Regions from separate parts of the Mus musculus genome. Here region 1 is linked to region 2. The links are chromatin contacts, called in public promoter capture Hi-C maps. All regions are on one chromosome and are shown on one strand. The core of a region is the stretch at or near the end of the contact, and the rest is flanking DNA. Distances in the headings are between cores, read along the strand shown. Region 1 holds the start of Atp5mpl (ATP synthase membrane subunit 6.8PL). Region 2 holds the start of Tecpr2 (tectonin beta-propeller repeat containing 2).

What was found. Promoter capture Hi-C pulls out the DNA fragments that hold promoters and counts their contacts.
Region 1: a promoter capture Hi-C map of liver shows a contact between it and region 2, with 2.8 times the contacts expected there. The contact joins the promoter of Atp5mpl here to the promoter of Tecpr2 in region 2. A contact is called at or near these places in 2 of 39 promoter capture datasets (erythroid cells and liver) and 2 of 9 other capture datasets (liver and pancreatic islet).

The regions. Positions count from the first base shown.
Region 1 is chr12:111,962,769-111,969,115 of GRCm38.p6, forward strand. Atp5mpl (ATP synthase membrane subunit 6.8PL) reads right to left here and starts at 4,241. Exons shown (of 4, transcript NM_027360.3): 1 at 4,156-4,241; 2 at 462-585. The coding sequence starts at 585.
Region 2 is chr12:110,884,312-110,890,965 of GRCm38.p6, forward strand. It overlaps Tecpr2 (tectonin beta-propeller repeat containing 2), which reads left to right and starts at 4,953. Exons shown (of 20, transcript NM_001289510.1): 1 at 4,953-5,015. It overlaps Cinp (cyclin-dependent kinase 2 interacting protein), which reads right to left and starts at 4,834. Exons shown (of 5, transcript NM_026048.4): 1 at 4,755-4,834. The coding sequence starts at 4,761.

The DNA of each region.
Region 1 (6,347 bases), core at 2,991-5,490, 1.1 Mb after region 2:
TCTGGCTCATCTCATTTAGCAGGATAATCTTTATTTCTACTGCAAACATTTTTTTTAATGGCCGAATAAAATTGCACTGTGTGGAATTGCCCAGGCTAAGCTCTCCCAACAAGGGCTATGTCAGCTACTTTATTCTATGTTTTCTTTCTTCATTTGTTGAGGAACATCTAAGGCCACGTTATGGACCAGCCAGGTGGCTCAGCAGGTAAAGGTGCTGCTATACAAACCTGGTGACCCGAGTTCAATCTCAGGGACGCACGTACAGGTGGAAGGAGAGAACCATTATACACCTCTGCACGAGGGCTTCGGCATGTGTGCCCACACATACATCATGTGTATTTACGTGTCCAGGAAAAAGTAATAATTTAAAAAGTCACAGTTCCTTAGTAGATAACATTGTTATTTTTTTTCCTGAAAACATTTCCCCCTGCTAAATGCAAAGAAATAAAAATATAACCTACCAGCACTCCTGATTTTATATACGATGAGGCTCATTAACCCCACTCCTACCCAAATTTCCTGGTAAACCTGGGTATAGTAGGGTTTCATGGGGACCCAGACTTTTTGAATCAAGGTTTGAAACATCTGAAATAGAAATGATAAACATTAAGGTAATTGCTACCATATACCTAACTGACAAGATATTTTCATCTACCTGACCAGAGCGCTAGTCCATACTCCACAGGCTCTGGGGAGCTCTCTGAACTCCTGATACCCTGCCAGCATCTTGCTAGCAGGCTGTCCCTCCCACAAGCCTCCCTGCCACTAAGGCTGGCCCCAAGCCATGCATCATTTTTTCGACCTTTGGGTAGAAGCACCCTTTTCTAGCATCGTTAGCATTTCAAGTTGAAAACAAAACAAGCAAAACCACACACCACGGTCAGATGTGGGTCTTCCCATGGGAAATGAAGACGGAGGCCTGTTAAACTACTACCCTTTAACCTCCAGTAGCTCAGGCCTGAGCTGTCAGATAAGTACACAACCAATGGTACAGAATGAGCCTAATGGGACAGCCCTTAAAGTAATGTTTCCAGTTATGATTACAGCTTACTAACTGGATACCAAACTAGATACCCACATTCCCAACCCGGGGCTTTGAAACAGCTGATGGATTTGACAGCTGCCGGGAGGACCCAGCTCTGAGCCCTTCTCACCTGACTGGGAAACCCCTGGGCTGCAGTCAGTACCTTGCCTTGATGGTTCTGCTCTACACTGCTACTGCACATTGAATCCTACTCTGCAACACTATAAAACTGACATACTGCTGTGAACAACCAGGGAAAGTGTTCATTGATGTACAACAGTATGTTATTCTTACAGCACCAGCTCAATTTAGTCAAATGGCTGTCTGTGAATTATTGAAACCTGGACCATATTCACTCAGCAAAAAAAATGAAGGGCACATGTGGTAGAGGCACGAAGGAAGAGGGGAGGGAGAGCCAGGCTACCCAGAGAAGCGTCTTCAGTGGAAGCACGGATAGTGAACTTGAAGGCGGGGGAGAAGGCAGCTGCCCTGGTTTCACCCACTAGTTTACATGACCTGACTGTGTAACAGGGATAGTAAGAGAGCTGCACTTCACACGGGTCTAGGATTCTTGCATTAGTGCACACAGCCCTGGTATCGTGTCGGGAGTGCTTGTTATACAGAATGCTACTGTTGAACTAGGGAAACAGGGAAGGCGTGCACACCATTTAATCTTGAATTTAGGGATATGTCTTCTGGGGGTGGAGATGGCTCAACAAGTCCATGTCCCAGAATCCACAAGGTGGTTTGCCACCATTTGTAATATAACTCCAGTTCCAGCGAGTCTTTTGACCTCCTGGGCATCAGAGAATATAGGGTGCATATTCATACTGTTTGGCATATTTCTATACTGCGTCCCAAAGCATCAATGATCCAAACAAGACTAGATCACACCAAATCTGGCCCACATTGCTGATTACTTCAGGAACCAATCTGCCTCTATGGCCGTGCTTCCTGCTCTTTCCTATGGGAATGAACCTAAGTGGAAGAAAGGTCTGAAGGTTAGCTCGTCCAGTGAGAGTTAGCCTGTAGAGTGGTGCTATCATCTTACCATAGATGGTCATCTGTCCTTAATTCCTCCCTATTATGTGCACCTGAATGTTCTAGTTGGATTGTTCTGCTTCAGAGCATTAGAAGGCAGCCTCTGGAAAGCGTGAAGGAACCCAAGTCACTGAGTAGGTGGAGTGGAATCTTTGTGGCACAGGCAAGGACTGAGAGAGTACTGTAGGGGACCAATGGGTTAGAACCCTTGGGATCCAGCTCTGTTCTTGACTTTAGGAATTCTCTAAACCTCCTTTGTCAGATCTCTTCATCAATCATGGACCTCCTACTTGCTCGACAGACTCTTAAAAAATAAAGGACCCTAGCTGGGAGGTGGCAGCACAAGCCTTTAATCCCAGCCAACCAGCACTCTGTAAGTTCAAAGCCAGCCTGGTCTACATGATAGCCAGGGCTACATAGATAGCCAGGGCTACACAGCAAGAACCTGTCTCAAAAGACAAAAACAAAGATATCCCCCACCCCGTCCCCAAACAACAATGAATGGATCCAGAATGGCACGTGGTGCACAGTGAGCACTCAGGAAATGATCAAATCAATAGCAAGGAATTGCTACAAAAACCCAATAGAAAGCAGCAAGTCCCAGGCCACTGGGATTCTAAGAAAGTACTTAAAGAGGTTTCATCTCATAGGCTGTGCAGAAGTGTTGAGCTGTATCAAGACTGGTATGATATCAGCGATTGACTTTAATCCTAGCATTTGGAAGGTAGAGGCAGGGGGATCTTTCTCAATTCAAGGCCAGCCTGGTTTATCTACAAACGGAGTTCCAGGATGGTCAGGGCACAGAGAAAACTTGTCTTGACCTCCCACACCCTGAAAAAGAATGTGGTGTCACAGGAGGGTCTGGAAGGAAAAGGTAAACAGAGGATGTGGAGGGACTTCAGTGGTCTTGGTGTTCTCCTCAGCATCGAGGCATCCTGGCACTGTGTCCTTATTCTAAACTGCCATGAGTCCCGACACAGTGAAGGCCTGCTATCCAGTACATTTACACCCCACCCCCACCCCTTTGTCTCTTGCTCCTGGACTTCCATTTTGGTCAGTTTGGTTGTATTTGACTACACAAGTGACATGTTCCCTGTACTCAGTGTGGCCTCTACTCTTCCCACCTAAGTTTCTCTGGCTAACCATATTTCCCAGTTGTTAGTTTTACAATACCAGATTCAATAAAAGATCATCCTACTCGAAGGTCAAATGGCTGTCTACTGAGACTGCCTATGCCTGCAGAGTTTGTGAAAGTGACAGTAACAGCAAGCTATTACCTGGCAGCACACTGTAAAGAGGGGAACATGTCTGAGGTTTATAATGTGGTTTCATACATTTTCAAACATCGGCCTTGCCAAAACCTAACTTGGAAGAAACCTGTGGAATAATGGAAAGAAGGCACTGGCTTTGAAGTGATGTTTCTTGGCACGGATTTTTAGCTGCATCCCTCCCTGAGTAACTTGAGTAGGTAACAAGATGCTCACAGTTGATGGTGGCATGCCCCTTTGCCAGAGCCTATAGTTACACAGGTTCATCCAAGTGTCAGCACAAGGACACAGTCCATGCTGAGTGGACCTCCACTAGAATCTAGCTCCTGGACAACTTCTGTGAGGATGATACTAGGGCCCCTGGCCCTCCAAGTCTTGAGGAGTAATCCCTCTTTCGCATAGAAATTGATGTCTGAGCAAAGTCTTATCTGTCCAAGGGACTGACAACCACCCCTCCCCTCATACAATCAGGAAGACTAACTCCAGAAACACCTTCGCAGTGTGGAGGACTGAACGCCGTGCACATCCCTGCCCTCGGCGTGATGGAGTCCCGGACACTCTTGGGGGACTCTTGGGGATCTGGAGGACTGACCCCGGACACCCCCGCAGTCTGGATGACTCAGCCGGGCACTCTCTCCGTCACAGTCGCGGGGAACCCGGTGGACCCTCCCTGTAGTAGGCGGCGCAGGGGCTGACCCAAGGTCAGCGTGTATCGCAGAGTCCTTCGCCCGCGATCTACCTGGGCCCCACCGCACCCGGTCCCGGACCCTCCTTAGTCCCCCGGGTTGGGAACACAGCAAAAAGCCCAGGTTCCGCTCTTACCTCCGCGGGACCAAGACCACAGGCAACACCAAATTCTGCTACAGAATGGGAAAGGTCACAGAGCACGCAGGCGCCGCGCAGGGCCTGCTGGGAAAGCGGAAGGAGCGGAGACACCAGACGCCGGCTGCCCGGCCTTCCGCGCCTGCGCACCACAGCGCCCCCAGTGGTCGCCCGGGTGTTACAAGCTTCGGAAGGGATTAGTCCAAACCAGGAGGAGCTGGGAGAAGCCTACTGTGTTTCTAGGTGTCATAAAACTGACCAGATTTCCCAGGGTTTGTGGGTTTCCAGGAACAGAGGACTTTCAGTGCTGAAACCAGGACAGTAGATAATCCGGACAAATTGTCCTTAAGTAAATAAGTAAATAAAGCCCCTTTTACATGGTTTATGGCTTTAATCCTAGCCCTCAGGAGGCAGAAGCAGCAGGATAAATGTGACTTTCAGGCCAGCCTGAAAACCTAAACCAAAATTCGCGTGTGTTGGTGCATACCTTTAGTCCCAGCACTCAGGAGGCAGAGGCAGGAAGATCGCTGAGAGTTCAAGCCTAGTCTATTTTTTTTAGTGAGTTCCAGGACAGCCAGAGCTACACAGTGAGAACCTGTCTAAAAAAAAAGAAAAAACAAAAACAAAAACAACCAATCAGACCAAAGGCCAGACATAGTGGCTCGGGTCTTTCATCCCAGCGTTTAAGGGGCAGAGGCACAGGGTGGAGGGTGGAGCGTGGGGCTGTGGGTCTATTGAGTTTGATAGCCTGGGCTACTTAGTGAGACTCTCACACTCCCTCCTCCTCCCCTCTCCCCTCCAACAAACAATAAGAGCAAAGGAAATAAAGCAACAGTGACAAGGGGAAACCCTCTTTACTTGAATTTTTTTTTTTTTTGAGATAGGTCTTTCTGTAACTTGTTATGTAGCCCAGGCTGGCCTCACACTCAGGGATTTGCCTGCCTCTGCCTCCTGTCTTCTTGGATTAAAGGCCTGCACCACTATGCCAGGCTTTTGGCATTTCTTGCCATTTCCCCCTGTATTGCTACAAAAATTTTTGCTCTAATATTTGATTAAGCAGCCATGCTGTGCATAGTAATTATCATTAAAATTGTTGTAAAGCGTTGCAGAGACTTCTGCAGGAACGCTAGGGACTGGACCTAAGGTTTTATGTTTTAAATAAGCATGCTAGCTGGGTGTGTCGTGATATAATCCTAGCACTTGGACAGTAGAGGAAGATGATTAGGGTTTTAAGAGCATCCTGAAACCCTGGTTTGGTTTTTAGAAAACAAAACCAAAACAAATGAACAAAAATTGTTATTGCTTTTTTTTTTAGTTTTTTTTTAAGTTTTTTTTTTTATGTGTATGAGTGTTTTGCTCACATCTATGTCTGTGTACCAAGTATGTGCCTGTTCGCTCTCAGAAGTTAGAAGGCATTGGATACCCTGTAACCAGCATTATGGATGTTTGTGTTCTATCACACTGGTGCTGGGATTTGAACCTGGGTCCTTTGGAAGAGCAACAAATGCCCTGAGTCACTAAGGCATCTCTTCAGCCTCAGACTTCTGTTTAAGAAATGACTGACATCTGAACAGAAACTGAACAAAAGAAAGCCACCTATTGGGTTAAAACAAATTAGGCATGTATAGCCATTACCCAAGCAGAACACAGAAGAGCTAGTCAGGAACCCAGACAAGCAAGGGAAGACAAAGGTGTCGCACACACAGAAGGAGCCCAGTCCCCTCGGCCCAGAGCAGCTAGCGCTTTCCTCCTCCCTCCTTTTCTCTTTACTTTTTTTTCCCTTAACAAATATTATTACGTGGATGAGAGTGGGGAACAATCCCCAGTGCCATGGGGCCCATGTGGAGGTCCGGGGAGCGAAGCTGTCAGGCATCTTTACCCACTGAACTGTCTTGATAACACCACTTTATTGCTTTAGTTTAAAATCACTATTATTTTATGCATACGTGTTTTGCCTGTGTCTAAGTATGGCTTCAAACTCATGACAATTCTCCTGCCTCAGTCTCTAGTGCTAGAATTACAAGAGTGGGCCACTTTATCCAGCTTTTTCCTCTCATGGTGCTGAAACCATAGGTGGGTACCTAGAACAAGATATAAACTCTACAACTGAGCTTTACCCTCCATCATACAGCTAACTGGGTCTAAGAAATCAATGAGGAATAGGGTAGAAATATTTGAAGAGCTAATAGCTG
Region 2 (6,654 bases), core at 3,703-6,202:
AAAGGTGGGCACCACCGCCCTGGGCATAGCACCTTGTCTTAGAGATGAGTAAAGCTCTGACTTCTTACTAATAAGTCAGCTTATCACTCTCTCTCCTGTGAGGTAATCCGGTCTCCACTCTTTATACTCCAACCACCTTGTACCTGCGCCTTGAACCCTTAAACTGAGCTTTCAACTCCTGAGAGCTCATCACACCACAACACTGAGAGTGGGACACTAGAGATGCAGGGGTGATCTTGCCAGGCCGCTGCTGCTCTGCCTATGACTTAGATGTCAAAAGTTCTGCCTGCATCTCTGCTCCAGCCCCTATCTTAATCCCCACCTCCAGCCCTGCATAGCCAGGCAAAGATCCTGGGAAGGCCTTTGAGCACTCGGTTCTCTCTGCTGGGAAGCTCCTCCTTTAAGTAGTGCTGTCCACCTACAGTTCATCCAACCCAAAGCCCGAGGAAAGCGAGACCAAATGCAGAGTCTGTGCTGCCTTCTAGACTTACAGCCCTACATAGTCATCTCACAGCTGAGAGGAATCCAGGGCACAGGGCAGCTGATGCTTTGGAGGCTACACCTTTAAGACCATGCTTCCTGGGTGTAAGTCCTAGCTCTGCCAGCTGTGAGTGTAGGTATATTTGTCAATCTCTTGGAGCCTCAATATTCTCATCTGCAAAATGGTGATAACACAATATCTCTTCCAAAGTGGACATATGAGTTCAATGCAGCCTGGTCTACATAGTGAGTTCCAGGGTGGCCAGGGCTACATAGTGAGACTATCTAAGATAGTAACAAATATATAAATAATATGTGAAGCTGCGAGGGCCAGACACATAGCCAGTTAACAAGGCACACTACTGGTCCCCGAGTCTGTCCTCCCTTCTCCACTGTGGCCTCTTAATCTTGCTCTGCCCAGTACTGCTTTAATGTCCCAGCGTGGGTCATGATGACTATACGTGTGTGCACTCACTCACCCTGTTAGTTTCTTTAGGGCTCTGTTCTTCTTTGGTTTGCGTGGATGGTATTGGGGACTGAGCCTATGGCCCTGTGCATGCTCCACTGGGGAACATCCCAGGCCCATGTTACTGTGAGATGGTCTCATTAAGTTGCTCTGGCAGGCAGAACCTATTTTACAGCCCAGACAGCCTTTGAACTTTCTTCCTGCCTCAGCCTCCCAGGTAGCTTGGATGGCAGCCTGTGTAACCAAGCATAGCCACTAGCTTGGCTTGATGTTTTTCATTCATTCTTTTTTTTTTTTTTAAAGATTTATTTATTACATGTAAGTACACTGTAGCTGTCTTCAGACCCTCCAGAAGAGGGAGTCAGATCTCATTACAGATGGTTGTGAGCCACCATGTGGTTGCTGGGATTTGAACTTCGGACCTTCGGAAGAGCAGTCGGGTGCTCTTACCCACTGAGCCATCTCACCAGCCCTTCATTCATTCTTTATTCAAACAACTAACAAATCCTGGTTGGCTACTTTCAACAGGTCAGGCATGGGGGAGGAAGTGAATGAATGAGAGCCAGGACCTTTTCCCACGGCACTTACTCCAAAAGAGTCAAATAATATACAAGTAAATTGTCTTAACCAGTCCAGACCATAGTACTATGTAAAAAAGGGAACAGAAAGCCAGGAGTCTTGGCAAAGGCTTTAATCCCAGACTAAGGCAAGAAGATTGCTCTAGGTCAGCCAACCACTGAGTTCTGGGTTTCAGTTAGAACTGCCTTTAAAAAAAAAAAAAAGAGGCTAATGTGGGCTCCGTAGTAGGATTAACATAAATAAAAAACAAAATGGGGTTTTGTGTCAGCATGAACCTCTGAGCTGAGGTATAAATAAGCCAGGGAAAGAGGGTCAGCATGGGTCTTATGTGAGTGACCATGAACTTGGTGACTACAAGAAACAGGACAAACCCAGCATGAAGAGGCTCAGAGACACAGCAAACCAGGGCTCACATGGCTAGAGCCATAGGCCACACAGGCCACTTCAAGCACAGCAAAGAGCAGGCAGTGACCTGGAGCAGCTCGGGGTCTCGTCTCATGGTCCACCCTCACTACCAAATGGGTAAACACTTGGTCACCTGTGATAGAGAGTGGAAGGGGTCCCTGGGGATGAGAGCGTCTGAGTGCAGATGGCACAGAGAAGGGGGGTGGGGTCAGAAGAGGGCCCCGAGCAAAACGCCATAAAGAAACCTACTTTGTAAGCTAATTAAAATAAATACATGATGTAAATATGTTCTACCCTCCTATAGGAAGGAGGAGGCAGTGATGAGGACATTGGACACTAGAGGATAATAACAGAATTCTTTTCACTTTTCATTTCAATCTTAATTGTTAAACATCCCCTCACTTGAAAGAAAGAAAGCCAGGCAGCCAGCCTTTAAGGAAAGAAAATTCTTTGGGTTTTTAGTGGAGGATTCCATATGTTAAATTCCATATGGTAAAAGTGTCAACGCAGCAACACATGAAAGGCTTGCACACACAGGTACAATGTCCACCTTTAAGACATGAAATATAACTTTTAATTGTATCTTCACATCTAAATGATCAGATTATTTATTTAGTTAGTTAGTTCTTCGAAATAGGGTTTCTCTATGTAGCCCTGGCTGTTCTGGAACTCACTCTGTAGACCAGGCTGGCCTCGAACTCAGAAATCCACCTGCCTCTGCCCCCCTATTTTTTTTGTTGTTAGGGTTTTATTGCTGTAAAGAGATGCCAAGGACCATAGCAACCCTTATAAAGGACAACATTTAATTGGGGCTGGCTTACAGTTCACAGGTATAATCGATTATCCTAATGGTGGGAAGCATGGCAGGCAGACCTGGTGCTGGAGAAGTTAGCTGAGAGTTCTACAATTAGTTCAGCAGGCAGCAGAAAGAGACATTGGGTCTGGCTTGACTATCTGAAACCTTAAAGCCCACCCACTGTGACATGTCCTCCAACAAACTCACACCCATTAGTGCTACTCCCTAAGAGCTTCCGGGGCAGATTTCATTTTTAAAGATCTGTTTTTATGTGTGTGAATGTGTGGGAGTGGCTGCTGAGGCCAGAAGGGTGACTGGTGGCCTGGAGCTGGAGTTACAGGTGTTTGAGAGCTGCCCAGTGTCATGTGGAGATCTAAATTCCAATGCTCTAGAACCGAGCCAAAAAATCTTCAGCTTCCAGTTTTATTTTTCTGTAATTTAACAAAACCTTCTTTAGGAGACTATACTATTTTGAGACTCTCTTCTTCTGACTTCCAAATTTAAACGCAACCAGAATTTATAGCTAAAATTCTACTTGTATATAATTGCTAACTTATCTGTAAGTTGCAATAAATATATTTGCAATAGTTAAATGCAAAAAGGGAAGTCATTGTCCTGGTTACTTTTGTGGTTAACTTGGTCAACCTGGGAAGAGAGAACCACAGTGTAACAACTGTTCGTGAGGATGTCTGCATGGTGAATGATGTACAAGGGCCTAACTCTCTGTGGTGCCGCAGCCCTTGGGCAATTGGTCCTGGGCTGTGTAAGAAACGATCTGAGGGGCTGGAGATGGCTCTGCGGACCTAGCACCCAAAAGAGGCTTACAATCAGCTGAGATTCCTATTCCAGAAGATACCATGTCCTCTTCTGGCCCCTGTGGATACAGCTGACACATGGTACGTTTACATAAATGTAGGTATTATACACGGAGAAGAAAATCCTAGGAAAAAGCAAGCCAGTAAGCAGCTATTCTTCATGGCTCCTGCCTCTGGTTCTGCTTGGGTTCCTACCGAGTTCCTTCATAGATGGATTGGGACCTGGAAGGGTAAGACAAATAAACCCTTTCCTTCCCAAGATGCTTTTTGGTGACGGTATTTTACCATGGCAACAGGAAGCAAGTTGAACAGTTATTTCCATCAAGAAGTCTTCCTGGACTCTCCCCCCCCAACCCCCGCCGCCGCCGCCCCCACTTCCACCCCTGGTTGCATTACGAGTCACTGCAGTAGACATATTATCTCCTATTCGTTGGCTGTCATCACATCCCCTAGTGAGTCAATTTCTTCTATTTCTTAATTCTATTTTCTCCGCAGGACTGAGTTCAACCACAGTAGGAGTTATGTCTTGTTCCCTCCCATAACTTGCACACACAGCTGATTGAGAATCAAACGGGCTCCATGGAGGAACTGCTCTCACCTCCTGCATTACATTCGTCCTTCTTCGGTAGGGGTCCCTAAGGGTGAGGATCACGGCTGACTAAGTTTGCCGGACCCACTTAGGAACCAAAAGCACAGCTCTGACTTCTAGACACTCAGAGACAAATGGGGAGATGTCAGTAATGTGAGTCGCAGGGCAGCTGGTAGAGAGAGAGGCACAGCAGTTTAGCTGCTTACCTCTTGTAAGCTACCAAAGCAAAACGGGACTCAGCAAGCCATACGCTAACGCACTGACCCATGCGACACGAACCGACAGAGACAGCCTTTATTACACACTGCAAGCTCCACGGCCCGTCTTACTGAATGCCGGAGTTTAGGGAAGGGTTCTCCGAGGGGCTGGCACGTCAGGCTTGGCTCCAATGTGCTCAGGGATGCTCTGAGCGTCACACCACTGACACTTCACGCACATCACCGCACTCAGACGACACTCACACCGTAATGAACAAGGCTCCCGGCAGCCCACGAGGTCCAGGCGCGCCCTGCATGTCACGTCGCGCGCGGACTCATGACCTCCCCCACCCACCCTCCCACCCCTCATGACCACGTCCACGACCTGCAGCCCCCACAACTAGGGAAACACAGCACTGTCACGCACCTTCCATGCGGCGGCCCACAGGTAGATTCCTGAGAAGACCCAAAAACCCGCCTGCGAACTGAGGAAGTGACGTCACTTCCGTCCTTGGGCCCGCCCACACTTGTGGCTCTGCCGCTCTAGCCCTCCGCGGAGTCACTGCTACTCTCTGAGGCCTAACCCGTTGCCTAGGCAACAGGCTCCCAGCAGCCCCTGCGGCCCGGAGTCCATCCCGCCTCCTCCGGGTTGGCGGGGCTGAGGTGTCCTGAGGGGCTGCCGCGGGAGGTGAGTTCGGGAGCGCGCGGGCGGGTGCCGGACGCCTCCGACGTCCCCGACGCCGCCCCTCGCCTTTCCTCCCCCTGGCAGAGCCGCCTTCCCCTGTCTCAGCCCCTCAGCGTCTCCACAGCCGCGTCGCCGTCCCCCTGGCAGCCGCCGCACGCGGCGCATCTGTCAGCCGGAGTCTGTGCAGAGCACCGGGCGTCGCAGCGTTCGCACACCGCCCCGGGCCGCCCTGGCGTCCCGGCTCCCCTCGCTCCTCCCCTCCTGCCCCACCCTGCATCCCTCTCGCGGCCGGCTCCAGGCTCCTCAGCCTGGAGATTGACATTGCGTTCTGTTCTGTCCCCCCGATCCTCAGCTGGATCCCTTACATTGCCGCTGGCTTGGCCGCCCAGTAGGAGTTGAGTAAGGGTTGGTTAAATGGATACCGAATGCCTCCCGGTGTGGCCCCCGAGGCGGAATGGACAGTGAATGGGGTGACCCTGGGTCAGACTCGGGGTCAGGTCATTGCGCTTCCCCTTCCTACCCGTTTACTGGAGCAAGTGTCAACTTCCTAGCTTCAGTTTCGTCATCCGTAAAATGATAAGTTTTTATCTTGGGATAGTGGAGGATTAAATGGGTCAGTGCATGCATGCACAGCCGACCGTCCAGGGTCTGACTGAATATGATCAAGGTTAGTCTCTGCTGTCACCCACACGGCTCTGTGGGCTTCGCTGCTTTTTCCTCTAGTCCCTTAAGTCTCTGGTTTCCCATTTCTTTCCATCTCCGTCTTTACTTTTCTTTCCTACCCTTTGTGCTTCCTTTCTTTCTCACCGATATTCAGGTATTTTTCTGTTCCATTTGTTGGCAGCATGTGAGGTGTATCGTTTTGTCGTTGACTGGAATGATCATTTGCAGCCAAGGTTTTGAAAACTTTTGGAGCAGGGAGTTGTGGGAAATCAGGTCCTAGGTATGAAGTTGCTCTAGTCTCTTATCGCCAGAGAGTCCTTGTCTTCGAAGCTGTTACACTTTTTGTACCTACTCGCACCCAGCTGTAATGCTGATATACCTGTGATCATTTTGTTTGTTTTTGCAACCTGACTTACAGCCCGTGTTTGTTCATTCATTGAGTGTTTACTAGACTTCCCTCATGCCAGTTGCTGGGCCAGGCCCTAGGGGTGTATGCTTACACTTCACACCTAGTCACTCCCTCAGGAAGGTTGGAGTCTAGCTCTTGAGATTTCAAACCTGAGAATCCCGTCTGGTTTGGGAATCATGGATGGGTAAAATGAAATAAAGTCCTTCAGGGGTTCACTCCCCCCCCCCACCCCGTAACTTTTAAAAATCGTGTTTTATGTGAATGGATGTCTTGCCTCCATGTGTTTTTGTGTACCCACGTGTGTGAAGTGCCTACTGAGGTCAGAAGAGGGTATCAGATGCCCTGGAAGTTAGCTGCCATGTGGGTGCTGGGAATTGAACTCTGGTCCTCTGGAAGGGATACCCTGTGTTACAGGCTGAGCTACCTCTCCGAGAGCCCTAAGCAGTTGTTTTGATGTAGCCACATTGTCTTTTTCAATGGAAGACTGGTTCTTATTGGGTTGGTTTTCAGTTTTTCTTAGGGAAGTTATCTTTTGGGGTTGAAGAGCTCGGAGTCCATTCATAGTAGCCT